Linked DNA regions of Muntiacus reevesi: region 2 is linked to region 1. Evidence: chromatin contacts called from public Hi-C data. All regions are on one chromosome and are shown on one strand. The core of a region is the stretch at or near the end of the contact, and the rest is flanking DNA. Distances in the headings are between cores, read along the strand shown.

Region 1 (2,790 bases), core at 138-2,637:
GTAAATGGATTAGAACGCAAAGTGCTTCGGTGACCCTCAGCCCTCAGCTCTGGGAGGTATGTACATTCCTAAGGGATTTGGATTGATGTGGGAGGAGTCACTGGAGCCTGATTTCCACTCAGGACTGAAGCTATCTGCCCAGTGTCAGGTTCTGGGGTACCTTTTACTGCAGCGAGAGTGTGTAAACCGTGACCGCAAAGGACTGATGAGCGCTTTTTATTAATTTCCAGCACCATATATAGGGTGGTGGTTAAGGGCCACCAGAGTTTGAGACTTAAGTTAAATGCCTTTTCTGGAATTACAAAAGCTGTAGAACCTTGGACAAGTTTATCTTTCAGTGTCCTCATCTGTAAAATGGAGTAATAAACATGTCTATCGTGATCACAGGGTTATTGTGAATTAAAGTGCTGTAATTCATTGTGGTGCCTGTAGATAAATACTGGATAAATGACGGTTGTTAAATGTGAGTTGAAAGACTCTGCCTGATGACTTTTCAGGAGAATCTTTATTCTTTTTCTATTCCCTCTCTGCTTAAATCCAAGAGAAGAATTAAAACTTTCTTCTCTGGGAAGGCAGCTATGTCTTCACCTCTCTGTCTTCTAGATAACTACCAAGTTTCCAAGTGCTGTCAACATCTTTTTTGAACGTTGAGTACTTTTCTTGAGCACCTGCAGCCCGCTGGGGACTGAAAGAGAACTCAACGGTAGCTTTTGAATAAAATCTTATACTTCATAGTAACGACAGGTATGAAAAACGCTGGGGTCAGAGTCCACAATAACGGAAGTTCCTCAATCAGGAACTGGGTTAATTAATACTGAGCAGACCACCACTGGAACATATATAAATAGCTAAAATCGTGGAATTCTATGTACTGTTTTTTGCTACATTAAAAATACACTAAATGCATTATTTAATTAAATTCTGATTCCCAGAAAATGTCTCTTTTCCTCCTTTTTCTTTCTACGTGAGGTAAGAATGCGCCAAAAGCCGTCTTTCAAGAGTCAAACCGGAGGTTTCAAAGTCGACTAGTAAATCACACTTGCAATGAATAATCAATCACCTCTTTCCATTCCGCAAGGAAATTTACCGCCATCGGTTCAGGAACAATCAGTGACCAAAAAAAAACCACCAAAAAAACCTACACTCGACGAGGATGGGATTCGAACCCACGCGTGCAGAGCACAATGGATTAGCAGTCCATCGCCTTAACCACTCGGCCACCTCGTCCCAGAAGCCTATTCCTTCCTGGTAGCTATAGGGAGTAAAACTAGGGGGATGTGACGCAATGCTATGGGAGCCGCCATTTTGTACGGAAGCAAAGCTCCGATCTTTTTACAGCAAGAAATAAAAAGAAGATGGCTGCTCCCATGCAGTGAGGAATCTGCAGTGGGGAGAAATAAAGGAAAATTCCGTAGAAAATGAGATAACCTTGAAAGAAATAAAATTGGCATATAAACTGGGAAAAAACTTTGATTGAAGAAATCTTAGCGAGGGTCTGCAGCCTAAGGGGCGGGGCCGACGCGTTGAGCGGCTTTGCGCCTGCGCTTCAGCTAGGCGGTTAGATTTGAATGCTTTACTGAGGTCCTCTAGGCGTTATGAGCAGACGTGAAGGGGTGGGGGTGAGCTATCTGAGAAGCGTGCGGACCACAAACAAGTCTGAGGAGAATTTGTGAAGCGGTTGGGGCTTCACAAATGAAGCGGCGGGTAACTTTCGTCCTGGTCTTCGCCCGCGGGATTTAGGTTTTGTTAGAGCGGATTGAAGGCCTCACGCTGGGAGGAGAGGGACGCGCCTACAGCCAGACTGCCTCGGAACTCTCTGGGCTCAGGTACGGACGCTTCTATCCCGGTGCAGGACTCGCTCTTTTTTCACCTCGGCCTACACTTGGGCCACCTCTCGCCCCCCTAGCAGTCTCCATCCACACCTGGACCCCACGAGCGGCCCTGGGTCGCTGGCCCGCGGCTGTCTCCGCGTCCCGCCCCGCCATCTTCTGTCAGGGCTCCAGGACTGTCCCTAGCACCTACCTCCTTCTTCCCTTCTTTGGGGAACTCACGGGTGTTTGCATTTCTTCTTACTCAGTCTTTTCTTAGCTATAAATGAAGTGACAGAAATGTGATTTTGAACTCTCGGTTTATGGTTTATTTACAGTGTCTGATCCGAGTGCTAACGGCACTGAGCAGATTTTGAGTTTTTTGCAGATGTAATAACATAAATAAAGCCAGTATTGGTACGCCACAAAGAAGTTTTTAAAAAAATCCTCGGTGCATTATTAAGCCAGAGTTAAGAAATCTTTTCTTGCTGTTTGTCTCAATAGTAGAGTTTAAGAAAAAAGTTCTAAAAATATATGTTTTGTCGATTGGATTCTTAAAGATAGTTTTATAGAGATATGACAGAGAAGACCAAAGCAGAGCTTACTTTAGGTATTAAGATTGAAGTTTTCAGTTGAATTGGATCAGTCGAATTCCTCAGATCTGTATTGGATTCCTTGTTGTCTTGTGCGCGGGTTGGGAGGAGATGATTCAGTCCCTCATCTAGAATTTACAGTCCAGAACGGGAAGGAATTAATATACACAGATAACTGTAAAGCAAAACACTGTAAAGGATTACAGGACATTCTAAAGGAATGTGGGGACCAGACCAGCTTATTTGGTGCTTTTCGGCAATGGAGACAGAGGAGGCTTCTTGGAGAAAGTGGTATTTGAGGTGGAACTTGAAGGAAAGAATGATTTGAGATGAGAAGTTAATGTACCGTAAAGGTTGGATTCCAAGTGGTATGATTTTTCTTGACAATG
Region 2 (2,790 bases), core at 178-2,677, 250 kb after region 1:
CGAAATGAGTGCGCTGCTGAACAAATCATAAATTGCTTTTCTAACATTAACTAGGGCTTCCCTGGTGGCTCAGACTGTAAAGAATCCGCCTGCAATGCAGGAGACCTGGGTTCAATCCCTGGGTTGGGAAGATCCCCTAGAGAAGGAATAGCTATACCCACTCAAGTATTCTGGCCTGGAGAATTCCCTGGAAAGAGGAGACTGACAGGCTACAGTCCATGGGGTCACAAAGGGTAGGACAAGAGCGACTTTCACCTCACAATCAGCATTAACTACCTATTTATGGGCCCATCGCCCCTCTGGATTATGATCTTCCAGGACGGTTGTTATACTTATCTCTGTGACCCCAGCACCTAACTCAAGGCCAGGCAGAGAGTAAGTGTTCAACACGGAGGAGCCACTACAAACCAGAGAAGAGACTGGGCAGCACGTAGTTTCCTACTGGCCGAGCCACTAGCTCTGCCACTTTCTGGAAACTGGTGGGTCCCTGGTCGTGGGAGAAGAGAGGCCAGGACTGCTTGCCTGTGCCGTGTGAAGGCCGGATTTAGGTGGCGTTTAGGTTTAAGAAAGGAATGTTCTCCTGGGGACCTAGGATGTGTATTAGTCGCTTAGTCGTGTCCGACTCTTTGCAACCTCATGGACTGCAGCCCTCCAGGCTCCTCTGTCCATGGAATTCTCCAGGCAAGAGTACTGGAGTGGGTAATCTTTTCCTTCACTGGGGAGCTAGGGCAATGGACTATTTTTAAATGTGCGAGCGGGAGCTGACCAGAGAGGCTGAGTGGTCTTCTGCGGCAGGGAAGCTTGGGCGTGAAAAATGCTGGGGACCTTCTCAGAGGCTGAGGCTGGATTGCGCTGGGCGGGTCTGGGAAGGCGACTGAGAAAGCCAGGATTGCCTCCTGGTGTCAAAGTATAGAACTGCAATAGAGTCCAGGAGGGTGGAGCTTGTGTTCAGCGGGGCCCGTCCACCACCTAGGGGCTTCCTTGGTAGCTCAGTCGGTAAAGAAACTGCCTGCAGTGCAGGAGACCTGGGTTCAATTCCTGGGTCAAGAAGATTCCCTGGAGAAGGAAATGGCAACCCACTCTAGTATCCTTGCCTGGAGAACCCCATGGACAGAGGAGCCTGGCGGGCTACATACAGTCCATGGGGTCGCAAGAGTCGAACACCGTTTAGTGACTAAACCACCACCACCAGCTCCGACTCTCCCCAGCAGAGAACGGAGCACTCCGCTGGAGAGCCAGCTGGGCCATAGCCCGGCCTGTCCACCACCCGGCCCCGCCCCTACCACCCCGGCCCCGCCCCTACCACCCCGGCCCCGCCCACCGTAACCCTTTCCGCACCTCCCAAGGGCCGGCTCCGCGACGTTCCTGCGCCAGCAAACGTGGGCCTCTGAGAACCCGGAAGTTACGTTATAGGCGTGCGTCCCAGGGGCGGGAGTCAGCTGAGCTGCTCGGGCGAGGTTGGGATCACCTGAGATCGGCTAAGGGGAACCGGTGCTTTCTTGGGGGCGTGAGTTGGGTGTAGGACTGCGCCAGATTCAAGGAGGCGGGCTCCCCGATCTTCTCGCTCTATAAGGCGAGAGTGAAAAGATTCTCAGGATTGTAAAGAGGAGGAGTTGGCGGCCGCGGATTGCCAGGATCTGTCAGATTCCTGTCGAGGCTGGGGAGTCGCAGCTTCCAATCCGGGGAGACGGGGATCCCTGGGGGGGAGCCCTGTTGTAATCCCTGGGACGGAGGACCCAGAGGCCGGGCACCATGGCGTCTATCCTGGATGAATACGAGGACTCCCTGTCCCGTTCGACCGTCTTGCAGCCCGGCTGCCCCAGCGTGGGCATCCCCCACTCGGGTAAGGGAAGTGAGGGCGCCGCTGCACCTCTCGGCTCTCCAAGCATCTGCATGGAAGGAGCGGAGGGGTTGGCTCCAGGAGCTCGGGTTCACCTCTTGGACCTGCAGTCTGGATCTAGGCCCTTGGTTCTCCTCAGGTTCTCATGGCCTCCAGGCGGTGGATGGTCGAAGTTTGAAAGAGCAGCAAGCACAGCCGCGTAATCTAGGCCATGCCACTAGAGTCCTTCTAAGAGGGAACTGGGACTCAGATAAGGAAGTGACTTGCTTAGAGGGCAGCAGTTGGGAAAACTGAGAATAGGTTCAGATGAGAATAGGCTTCATCTCATTCAGTGTTTTTCCCATCAGTCCCCTTCTGGAGGTAAGAGGAAGAGAATGAGTAAAGAACTGGTGAAAGGGGAGTGTTGTAGGGGAAGGAGGGATGAGCCTAGAGGGAACTCTGTCACTGAACAGGGGAAGATGAAGTATCTTAAGCTTTTGGTAGAACTGTTTGCAGCTGGATGATGAGGGGGAGTTTTTGTAGAAAGTAGTACAGAGTTGGCAGAGGCATCTGAAGTGCTGGAATATTTTGAGTAGTGATAGAGAAATGAAAGTAAAGGCTAGAGAGAAAATACCAGCAGTTTGTTAACCAACTGATTGGAAGGGTTTCTCAGGGATCCCTCTGCCCTCATTCTTCTGTAGACTTATTGAGAGCATTATTGCATGGGCAGAGAGGAAGGAAGAAAGTGGAACTAGATAACTTTAGTTGAGCTGGGATTGCTTGGCCAGGGACTGATAAGGGAGAACACTCAAACTTTCCCTCATTACCACCAGGAGCAGGTACATAGTGGTTTAATAGCATCCCAAGGGTTCAAAGGATCAACCCCTTACTGCTTTCAGAGGTTTGAGAAGAGTCCAGAACCTATCATGTAGCCTAGGACTAATGTAGAGGTGGTTAGTAAAGTGCTTGAT

What was found. A called contact is a pair of places that touch in the nucleus more often than the background predicts.
Region 2: a Hi-C map of muscle shows a contact between it and region 1, with 11 times the contacts expected there. The contact joins the promoter of VPS18 here to the promoter of KNL1 in region 1. A contact is called at or near these places in 2 of 3 Hi-C or Micro-C datasets (blood and muscle).

Annotation. Positions count from the first base shown.
Region 1 is chr7:35,020,628-35,023,417 of mMunRee1.1, forward strand. KNL1 (kinetochore scaffold 1) reads left to right here and starts at 1,388. Exons shown (of 27, transcript XM_065940923.1): 1 at 1,388-1,826. TRNAS-GCU (transfer RNA serine (anticodon GCU)) reads right to left here and starts at 1,227; the gene lies at 1,146-1,227.
Region 2 is chr7:35,271,757-35,274,546 of mMunRee1.1, forward strand. VPS18 (VPS18 core subunit of CORVET and HOPS complexes) reads left to right here and starts at 1,428. Exons shown (of 5, transcript XM_065941191.1): 1 at 1,428-1,843. The coding sequence starts at 1,753.